2 separate regions of the Culex quinquefasciatus genome follow, and region 2 is linked to region 1. The links are chromatin contacts, called in public Hi-C maps. All regions are on one chromosome and are shown on one strand. The core of a region is the stretch at or near the end of the contact, and the rest is flanking DNA. Distances in the headings are between cores, read along the strand shown. Region 1 holds the start of LOC6034245 (ATM interactor). Region 2 holds the start of LOC6034249 (alpha-tocopherol transfer protein-like).

Region 1 (5,533 bases), core at 595-3,094:
GGTGTGGGAATCGGCTCAACTTGCCGACAAATTCGTCGTTGATTGTTTCCATCGAGCCGATCGTAAGCTTCGCTAGCTGAGGACACTTGCGCAGCAACTTGACGAGCAGCTCAGCTTTGGTCATTTTAAGGTCTGATATAAAAAGTTCCGTTAAATGAATCAATTTCTCCGGAACGCTCATAATGTCTTTCTCCACCCAATTACTACACAGTCTCAAACAGCGCAGCGAATTAAATCGTGCAGTAAAAATATCGGACCAACTGTCCAGCGCACAGTTGCTGATGGCTAGCACCTGGAGATTGGGACAGTTTGTCAAATAGCGTTGCAAGCAATCACCAGTGAAGTTAAATTGATTTAGATGCAAGCTAATTAAATGTGCACTTTTCAGAAGGTTTAAATTTAAATATGCGCCAATCCCTTCTAGGTGAAGCACCTTAAGCAGGGGCATTTCATCCAAGAACGAGGGCACCACTGTTCCAGAATCTTCCAGGGCAAACCGAGCTTTCCTCAGTTTGGCGAGGTTTCGTCCGATTTTGCACAGATCCTGCAAGTTAAATAGTTTATAAATACACTTATTTACAGCTTGCTTTATCGGATTTACCTCGTTATCCGCAATAATGTCGAGTTCTTCAATCGAAAGCTTCATTCGGCTCAGCTGCACTGCCAAATCGGCCTCCCCACGATGAACTACACTTTTCAACTCAAGTCGATCCATACCGGCAATCTTTTTCAGCATAAACGGTGTCAAGTTGCCTTCTAACTCCTTCAACGTTCCTTGAACCGCCTCCAACAGACGGCACGCTTTTGCTTCTTGCTCTCCTTTCAGCTCGGATGAGAGCTTCAATCTCCGCAGTCGTGGCGCCATGTTCCGAAATACTTCAAACACCCAATCAGAGGCAAGATCGTCCAACTTCTCCAGCCGAAAGTCCACTTCGACCTCTTCAGCGGTAGTGTAGTTGATGCTCCCCAGAGTTAATTTCGTAAGATTCGGTGTCTCCTTCAGCATCCCCAGCAGAACCGGAAGTGCAACCTCACAGTTGCCCAAGAACAGTTCGGTCAATCCGGCGCCAAACGGAGGCCACCAGGCATCGACGGTGACTATTGTTGCCCTGAACAGCGTTGCACACGATGCCGGAAACAGGTTCTCCGGCGAAAATTGCTCGTCCAAGGTCGTCTTGAACAAAAACCTTATGCCGAACTCCTTCCGCAACGACTGGTTCTGATCGACGATGTCCCGCCAGCGGCGACAGGTCGACCGTACCCGTAGCATTGCTCGTTTGTTCAAGTTGCGGAAGATTTCAATCCAAAGTTCCGGCGGAAGATCGGTTCCGTCGCGATTGGCGGTTGATAGTTGCAGGTTGACCGAGTGGTGACACTCGGGACAGAGCCACTGCAGCCCGGGAGTTCGGCAGGTTGAAAGCAGAACGTTGGCCGTTGCCTGGTCCATGTTTACGGCAGCGGGAGGGAACCGCTTGCGGCAGGGTCCGTTGCAGGAGACTTGAGTGTTTGTTGAGGGATTCATCGTTTGCTGTGGATAGTGAATTAATCCTAGGTTAAGAACATCATACAGTTCTAATTACACATTTTTACCGAAATAAATCGAAAGTTTCTTTAAAAGTTCTGTTTAAATCGACCAACCCAAATGATTCAGCTCAACAAAAGAAGTTTGCAAAGAATGCAGTACACGTTTGTCATCTCTTACCCGTTTTGGGCCCGGGTTTTGGTTAAAACAAAGCACGTTAATTTCAATCAATCAGGTTTGTGTTAATTCCAAAATTGGTTAATAACTAACTTGGTTTGAAACAGTTTCAGCTTAACGTGTACCAGTAGCAAAACAAACAAAACAAAACGTCACAACACATCGTACTCCTTCGATTTTTCGCAATCGTATTCAACTCCGACAGCGAACGTAAAAGTCCCAACTTTCGGCTCCCTCCTCGGCCATGGCCACCCAGGTGTACCGGATCACGCTTCCGCCGGAGCAAATTCTCGCCCGTAAGCTGTACCTGTGCGGCGTCGGCGACTGCAGCGAGCAGTTCTACAACGGATCCCATCTGCAGCTGCACCAGGCGAGGCGCCACGGGTTGAAGGCTCCGTCGTCCGTCGAGGAGCCTCCCCGGAAGGACACCGTCGTCTATCACTGTCCGGAGTTTTCGTGCTGCTACCACGAAAGGGCTAGTGGGGAGAAGTTCTTCGGGACGTTTCGCAGCTTGAAGCAGCACTTTTTGAAGGTGCATTCGGAGAAGGTTTGGATTTTTTTTGAATAATTTCAAAGATTTTGTATAATTAATAATAAAAAATAATTCTTGTTTTTAGAACTTTGTATGCAGCTCATGTAACGGGCAGAAGGCGTTCGCAACTGAAGCCTTGCTTCGAGCTCACGAAGCCAACTGTGGACAATCATTCTGCTGTGAAGTTTGTAACTTATCGTACGGAACCAGGGAAGCCCTGCTGACCCACGCAAAACGGAAGAACCACGGCTATGAGGCACTGCTGGCAAAGAAATCAAACAAGAGAAAAGCCGAAAAGAGTTTGGACAAAAAACGCAAAGCACCAAAGATGGAAACCCACGTCACGATCCAAATTCAAACGAATCTCCCAACCAACTATACCAGAACATCCCAAACCACTCAAACGGAGTACAACGCACCGGAAGTGGCCAACCGGAACGAAACCGCAACCCAAACCATCAAAACCCTGAACGCTTCAACGGTGGACAACGGTTGCCAAACAAACCTGCAGCAATTGCTGGACCTCGAACTCGAAGACACCGGAACGACCTTCCCCACGCCGCTGGTGGTTTGTACGGAAACCCAGACCGATCTCATCTACGACAGCATGTTCCCGAACGAGGATCGGACGGATCCGATGCTGTACTCGCACATGTACACGCAAACGTGCGACGATATCATTTCGGACCTGGGCCTGGCCACGATCGAAACGCAGACCAACTGGGACGGAGGGCCGCTGGAGTGCAGCTCGACGCACACGCAAACATGATATTGTACCGACGCGGCGGATTTCCGGATCGATTTCTAGCCGCTGCTGAGTGGGAGGGTGAAGTCAAGTCGGGATGTTGTTCTCAAAATGATTATTGTTACAGCTAGTGTAAATAATGTCTTTGAAATAAGTTTGTAGCTAGAAGCCAATATTGAGAGAAGATTCAGCATAGAAAAATATCATAAAAGAATTTGATTCACATAGTTTTTACAACGCACTAATCTTTCAAACTCGATCATTGTGTTTAACTGTTTAATCTCGTCATAGCATTAAATATTACAATTTTTTTCACGAGATAAATGTATCTTAGCATAAATAAAGCACATCAAAATCCAGAAGCACCCTTTAGGATATGCTTTGTTTTATTTCAGCTATAAACAATATATATTGTCCCTGCCGTGCACATGAATATAAACAAGCAGCTCATCCCGCTCCATCGTTTGGATCCAGAAAAAAAACTGATTTTTCAATCTGTTGAAAAATTCAAATTCTGAAACACTATAATTCTTAAGTACTTAAATTATTTAATTCTAAATTTTTTGATAAAATTTAATTCTCAAATGCAAATCAGACATTTTTAAAGTCATTAGGTCAAAAACATATTCCTTGATTTTTGAATTTATAAAAAAAATCTATTTTTTCATTTGAAATTATAATTATAAAAAATCAAATGCAACATTGCTAAATATTTAAATTTTGATGCTCTAAAATTTAAAATTTTCGACTATTTTAAACTTTTGAATTTGGATTTTTTTTAAGTTTTGAGTCTTTGAATTTTTAAAATTCAGATTTTTAGAATATTTAGAATAAACAATTTTTAAATTTTAGAATCTCGTGATTTTTTAATTTCAGATTATTGATTTTTTTTATTTTTGATTTTCGATTTTTTTTTGTGTGCTTTGTCTGTGTTTCATTATATTTTTTTAATTAATTTTTAAATTAAAATTGGAAAATGTTAAGATTTCTGAATTTTAAAATTTCAGAGAGTTTAGCTGCCGTTCTACGCATAATTGTCCCATGTCAGTTTTGGACGATTTTGACTTTATGACATTTTTAAGTTTAGTTTGATGTGTACTTTGAGAAAAACACATAAAATCTGGTACTTTGTTTGGAAACTCATTAAAAACAACACCAAGTCTGTTTGTCCCATCGTTATACTTCTACGCATAATTGTCCCACCAAGTATTTTCTTACACGGAATCATTAGTTTTACTAAGAATTATGTCTTGTTTACATGTTGTATAGCAAGATAATCACAAATAAAGGTGATAAACTGATAACTGGGGCGATTAGGGACACATAAGGCGAATAGAAACCCACGAGACAATTATGCGTAGAAACACAGAAATCGGTCGAAAAATTTCAATCGCGTTTTTCTCAGTTGCACCATGTTCAAGGGACAATTATGCGTAGAACGGCAGTTAGGCCGTTGCAAATATTTCAGTAACAACATTTCAAAAGGGCGAAACCTACAATCCTGCCGTTTTGGGAAAATCAACATTCAAAATTTTGCAATTTCGATCAATTCCTATTTCCACAAAAAAGCATGAAAACCATCAATTTTGTCAAAACGTAATAGAAAATAGCAATAATTTCATCATAGAGAGCAATTTGAAATTAATTAAGGTGTTTCTGCTATTCAAAATTGAGAAAAAGAAATCACGCCTTTTTGAAGAGCGTGCCTACATTTTCAAAAACAACGGTAAAGCGGTATACTAGAGTGTAACAAAAATGACTTTTTGGCGGGCATTCAAGGGTTTGTTCCGGTGGGCATACTAAGCCTAAATCCAAAATATGAGCTTGATTGGACGTAACAGGAGCTGGCGCTCCGCCTTTCAATTTTAAATGCACTCAGCCAAAACAACTTTTAAAACATATATGGTCAGCCATATAACCAGTTGAGAAATCATTAATTTTTCTATTCATAAGGCGACCTTATACATATTCGCATAAGCTTTCAATTTTATAAGGTATGCATATGACTTTGATACACATTGTTTATGTGAAAAAATCATAATCTTGCCATATAAAATCAAACGTGAAGATGGCCGTTTCGTACGACGAGCTGACACTCATCGCTGATCTTTTCGGAGACGCTCCGGCGGAATCAGAACGTGTTTTCTCGCAGTTTGGCCTAACTACAGTTGATTTGGTGATTATTGGCCAGACGGCATTCGAAAAGCGCCTCGGATTACTTTTCCTGGAAACAATTTGTTTGTTTTGGGACGCAATTGTTGTGGAGAACCCGGAATGTAAGAATATTAACAAAATTTGTGATTTAAGTAAATAAGTTTTATATTCAATACTGTTGAACCACCCTATTTGAGGTGACGTGCGCGGATGCAACCCTGCGCACAACGGCGCTGCCGTTCAAGAGAAAAAGTGATACGTCACACACAGTTAGTTCAAAGCCAGCTTCGCAACAATAAAGACACGTTTTGTTGTTACTCGCGCGTATTTTATTTTCCGACAAAGTTAACCGGATCCGTCCCTCCTTTTCGCGTTCCCTGCTGCCGTCGGTACTCTGCTAATC
Region 2 (6,114 bases), core at 310-2,809, 150 kb after region 1:
TGGCGCTTTGTTCATGTAGCTTTTTTTCCGTCACGAGGTTCATGTAGTCTTTTGTTTGACAGGTTGACAGGGCTATATAAACAGGGACTGCTGATGGCAGAGATGTTGTTTATGTTACTTTATTTAAAATCGTGATTAAACAGACTTTACTGAAGTAACTTTTGCTCATTTTTGGTGGAGAGGTAGCTTATTAGGAGTACTTTCAGAATATGCAATAACCCAGACAGTGTCAAAATGTACATGATGCCTTTTGAAATGTTACCGTCGAAATGGAAAGGGGCAATTTTTGGTTTGATTGAAAATTAGGGTGGTTCACTATTAGGGTGGTTTTATAAATCTAACTTTCAGGAATAGTTTTGAGTTTTTTTAGTTTCTTTTTAGTTGTTGGGCTTGCCAATTGGGTCCTAAAATGAAGCTTAGATTGCTGATATTATTGTTTACAGCGATAAAGCTTATTTTTCTGAGTACAATGACCCTTTGTACGACCACAAAGAGTTTAAAATGGATTTTTAAATCAATTTTGAAAAATTAACCTCGCGGTCCTTCTTGACAGAAAAGCTCCTACTTGACAGCTCGTTCCAAGGGGACCATAGTTGATCCATCGAAAAAATGTTGTCTTTTCAATATTTTTTTTTGCATGAAAATGAAAAAAAGTGATCAGAAAAGGTTTTTAATCGTGTTTTTTACCGTTGTACATAAAAATTGGCATAGGGCTTTAGTACCCAATTAGCAACTTTTTCGAAGACACCAAAATTTTATCTCGCAATCTACGCCTTCTATGACAAAATTGAGAAAAAGCATCTGAGCAAACCTTCAAAAATCAGTTTCAGGGTTAAGTTTTAGAGAAAGTGATGTTCCGAGCACTTTTAGAGCTCAAAAACAAAAACAAACTTTTGTTTTGACAAGTCAATTTAGACTGAACAAATATCAGGGGTATTTTAAACTCGAGTCATCTTCATTTGAAAATGTCAAATTTTCATGGGAAAAGTTAAGGGTTAGAGAATCGGTGAATACAACCGACAGATTTAGATCGATTAAGGCGAGATCCATCAAAAACTGAACTTTACACGTGATGCCTCTAATATCGCTATTATCGGCTTTTGTGCCTTGACTAGATGTAATTCGATTGAAAATGAAGAAAAACATGCCACAATAACTCTTAGTTATCAGAGATCAAGGGTTAATTAGGATGAAATCGTTGAAAACGTCATCGTTCTTTGTATACTCGATAGCGTTGAGAGAATAAATGGTTATCAAAATTAAATAGGACAAGCGGCGACTTTTATTCCGATTACAATGTTGTAAAACTTTTTTTAAGAAAAAAATCAGCATAAAAAATCCCAAATATCAAACCTAAAATGTAAAGCAAGATTTTAAAAATAGGCATGTAAAAAACTTGTTTTAGCTATTTATACACAACGTGAGTAATAAGATTATTGTGCGTGATTTCCAAAGCATGATGAATCGGATACAAATTTATGTTTTGTCATTATTGAACAAATAATTTTCGCCATCGACACGCGAATGTAAACAGAGATGTGCTACGTACAAGTGGATGGTCATCTCCGGCTCTCGCTGTCTCTGTGTTTGTTAAAAGGTCAGTTTGTGGCCAATCTTTGCGTGAACTGGACGGACAAGTTTCGTTCCTAGAAATTTTGTCAAATTTATTTGTTAGTATAAGATTCGATCAAAGGTTTACAATTGGTAGCAATTGTTAAGTTAGCATATCAAACAATTGCGCGTTTTAGTGGTGAATAAGTCGTGGAATTTTGAATGATCAACTTGGCTCAAACACATTCGGTATCAGGTGCTTGATTGAAGCGTATAAAAGTGAAGTGGTTGTAAGTGAGTGTTGTGTCGGGGAGTATACTGCTGATTATTCGGTTCAAGATTAATAATTATCGCAGAGGGTTGTTGTTTCCAGCGACAACAGATTGTTGGTATGTATGATAAATCTAGTTTTACTTTGTTTCTAAGTATTTGAAGTTATTTTTAAATATTTTGTTTAGGGAGTTCTAACGTTTATTTGAAATGAACACAGAAGAGAAAGAGCACATTGAAACAATAAAAACCTGGCTAACAACCCAGCATCATCTTCCAACAATAAGTGGTAAGCTCTGTGAAACTTAACATACTCTACTATTGAAATTAAACAAATCTCTCATCCTGTCCAGACACGACCGTGCACAGATTCCTGCACTGCAACTATTACGATGAGGAGAAAACCAAAATCACCATCGAAAACTACTACACGATGCGGACCCGATTCAGGGACCTTTTCAGCAACCCGGATCTACTGTGTGACGAGTTTCAAAACGCGATGTCCTTCGCCGACTTTATTCCCCTTCCCCAGACCACTCCGGAGGGCTACAAGGTGGTCCTATTCCGCCTATCGGACACCGATCCGACCCACTTTTCCCAGAGGAATCTGCTGAGATTGTCGGTTTTCCTAAGTTTAGTTTTGACTTATTATACTTTAAACCTTTTTCACAGTTCCCACATTTGTATGCAACAAGTTCTCGAGGAACACGGGATGGCCGCCGGTCACGTGATCATCAACGACATGACGGGCATGAGTTTGGGCCACATGAGACGAATGGAACTGTTTATGTCGAAAAACCACATGGCCTTCATCCAGGAAGCGGCCCCAATTCGGCTGAAAGGCAGTCACATGGTCAACGTTGTACCGTTTGTGGACACACTCATGAAGCTAATGAAGCCCATGATGAAGCGGGAACTGTACGAGCTGGTCCACCTGCATCAGCACAAGGAGTCGCTGTTTCCGTTCGTGCCGCAGGAATGTCTGCCAGCCGAGTACGGGGGAAATGCGGGCACGTTTAAGGAGTTGAGGGGTTAGTTGGAAAATAGTTTTAAACACATTCATTTTTAAATATCTTTTTTATTTTCAGATAACTTCTACGCTAAATTACTATCCAATCGAGACCACTTCATTCGTTACGATCAGGAAAATCTTGTGGATGATAGCAAACGTCCTGAGCAACGTGGATGGTTTAGTATGTTCCGAAGATAGGACATTTTCTGAACAAATATGGAGGAAATCAGTACTGGTTGTGGCGGCAAAATAAAAAAAATAGATAAATAAAAAAAAGTCAATAATTTCATATTTTATTTTTTGTAATCATGTCTGAAGATTTAGTACACTCAAACCCCGATGGTTTGACAACAACTGTTGTCAAACGAACGGGGTCACTTTTTAGTTTGACACCCCTTTTACACGGAGTACACACACACTTTCAAACGTTTGTTTTGATCGTGTGTGTGAGCGCCGTGTAAAAAGTGACAGTTCGTCACTTTTTAGTTTGACTTTGACCAACCAACGGGGTACAAACTAAAAAAGTGTCAAACGAAAAAGTGACCAACCACCGGGGGTTGAGTGTACAATCATCATGGGAGGAAGGAGGCGGATTTCCAAAAATCAGTGTTAGTGTTTTTTTCCGAAATTTCGTGGAAGCCGCAAATCCGTGAAATGTTGGTCTGGGCCTTGCAATTTAAAAATCCCGTGAAATGCGGTGATATTCTAAATAATCAAAGAATTTCCTTCTCACTAATTTCACGATTCCATTGCTAGAAATGCAATAGGTACATTCTCTAGTTGTTTCCCCCCGAAATTTGCGTAAGTTATTATTTTCTTTTTCAGCAATATTAATATTATTTTTTTAGATTGCTAAAATTGGTTAAAATCTATTTACGCCAAGTTTCTGTGGGAATAAGAAGAAGAAGAAGTTTTATACATAAGGAAACTTTTTTTTCGGTAATTCATTGGTAATTTACAATATTTTGGTACATAACTGTAATAATGTGTAAAGCATTTTTGAATAGTTTTTACTTAAAAATTTTTAAACATGGGTTTGAAATTTGACCTTGACCTTAAGCCGACGAACAAAACAAATAGAAAATTTGACCATCCTTTCTTACTGGATAACAATAAAACAAACGATATGTTGATTCAACAATGTCTTACAATAGACAGTTTAAAATATTCGCTAATGGACCGAACTGAACAGGCAGAAATAGGGGAAATGCTGACATTTTAGAATAAAACCCGCCTCCAATCACCCAATCATAAAGATATGGATATCCAAGACTAGATTCTCCTTTTGTAATTGATTGTTTATTTGTGACGAGAGCCTGTTAGTTTACAACTTTTTATCAGGTTAAGGTTGTTTTATTTTTCAATAAATTTGTTATACTAAGATTGAATCAAAGCATTTTTAAAGTATATTTTAAGAATCTCTTCCATTCTATTTTTTTATAAACCAACAACTGGGGTGAATAGGGACTACAAGCTTGAAATGTGGAAAACGAAGCGCTATCCAGCTTTTTAAGCGAAAATGGCGTTCGAATGGTGAACGCCCGAAATGTAAAAATCACGCAGTGGTACCAACGTTACGAAAAAAGTGTGCCATGGCATGACAGCCGTATTTTTTTCTAATGTTGGTGCTAGTGCGCGATTTTGACATTTCGGACGTTCAACATTCGAACGCCATCTTCGCTTAAAAACCTGGATATGTAGTTCTGTGTCTGTTCTATCCAAAACTAATAAAAAATGTCCAAACATTGTACAGCTAAAACAGCTATCCCGTTTCGCCCCAGATGACGGTACCATCTTAAATTTAAAATTTTAAAGAAAAATAAATCAAATTTTAATGATTTTTTTTAAATATCCGGGTTTTTTAAGCGAAGATGGCGTTCGAATGTTGAACATCCGATATGTCAAAATCGCGCAGTAGCGCCAACATTAGACAAAAAATGTGGCTGTCATGCCATGGCACACTTTTTTCGCAATTTTTTCAACAATCCAAGCAAGGTCAAAACAAAAAAAGCAAACACACTGATTCAAAATCACCTAAACTTGCCTGACAGATTTTTCGCGACAGAAAATTGTCGCGAGAGTTAAACTTGCACAATTCGGTTTAGTGCCGCGGCGACAATAAAAGGTTTTTTTTATAGATAACTATATTTTGAAATAAAAAATTAAAAAGAAGGGAAAATCCCTGAGATTTTTTTCAAGAACATTTTAAGGTCAGTTACATAAGTTTTGGATGATAGTTTTTCCTCCTTTTGTTTGAGCTTAAATCGGTGCAGACAGGCTTAACTAATGGATCTCCAACGTTTCAGGTTGATGAAACGGCTCTGCCAGCAGCACCGTTCGCTCTCTTCGATTCTACCGTCGGTTCTCGGTTCGTCGCGGAGGGGTTCGTTCCGACGAATGTCCAGCCCGGAAGCGAAGGATCCTTTCTGCCAGGCAAAGCTTGCCATCGATGAGCTGATCCGGCGGTACAACAGCCAGCTGAGCATGTGCGAGTCGGTTCGCCGGTGGCGGACACTTCCGACGGCACCCCGGCGGGATCCGGGCGATGTGCAGTTTACGCTAATGTGTTATAATATATTGGCGCAGGACTTGCTGGAGATGCACGGAGATTTGTACGATCGGCACGACTCGGTGGCGCTGTCGTGGCCACATCGGTACGACCGGTTGATGGCGGAGATAAATCTGGTGAGGCCGGACATTCTGTGTCTGCAGGAGTTGCAGGACGATCATCGGGAGCAGTTTAGCAACGGGTTGGCTAATTTTAACTATGGGGTGTTGTACAAGAAGCGGACGGGGGATAAGCCGGATGGATGTGCGATCTTCTTTAGGCGGGATCTGTTTGAGCTGGTTGATTATCAGGACGTCGAATATTATCAGCCCAGTGTGAAGCTGTTGGATCGGGAGAACGTGGCTTTGATCGCGAAGCTTCAGGTGAAGGGGAATCCGACGCAACGGTTGGTCGTCGCTACGACCCATCTGCTGTACAATCCACGCCGGCAGGACGTGCGGTTGGCGCAGGTTCAGGTATTGCTTGCGGAACTGGATCGGTTGGCGTTCAGCGGAAGGTTCGCAAACGGAACTCCTAAGTACACGCCCAGCATCGTTTGTGGGGACTTCAACCTCCAACCGTACTCCGCTCCTTACATGCTGATGACGACCGGATACCTGCAGTACGACACGTTGTCTGCCAAAACGCTGGAACCGCATGGTCCTGGATCTCCACTGGGTAGAGTTCTGCTACCACCTTCACTAGGGATAACTGATGACTGCCGACACGAAAA

Evidence for each region. Hi-C and Micro-C count contacts between places; a contact is called where the count stands out from the background.
Region 2: a contact with region 1 is called in a Hi-C map of whole body, with 4 times the contacts expected there. The contact joins the promoter of LOC6034249 here to the promoter of LOC6034245 in region 1. A contact is called at or near these places in 2 of 2 Hi-C or Micro-C datasets (both in whole body).

Annotation. Positions count from the first base shown.
Region 1 is chr2:88,833,973-88,839,505 of VPISU_Cqui_1.0_pri_paternal, forward strand. It overlaps LOC6034245 (ATM interactor), which reads left to right and starts at 1,845. Exons shown (of 2, transcript XM_001844539.2): 1 at 1,845-2,246; 2 at 2,317-3,338. The coding sequence starts at 1,944. The coding sequence ends at 3,000. LOC119767407 reads right to left here and starts at 1,609. Exons shown (of 3, transcript XM_038255935.1): 1 at 1,591-1,609; 2 at 602-1,528; 3 at 1-544. The coding sequence starts at 1,522.
Region 2 is chr2:88,979,480-88,985,593 of VPISU_Cqui_1.0_pri_paternal, forward strand. It overlaps LOC6034249 (alpha-tocopherol transfer protein-like), which reads left to right and starts at 1,560. Exons shown (of 5, transcript XM_038257519.1): 1 at 1,560-1,940; 2 at 2,011-2,110; 3 at 2,175-2,439; 4 at 2,494-2,852; 5 at 2,910-3,052. The coding sequence starts at 2,032. The coding sequence ends at 3,031. LOC6034250 (protein angel) reads left to right here and starts at 5,038. Exons shown (of 2, transcript XM_038256710.1): 1 at 5,038-6,114. The coding sequence starts at 5,120.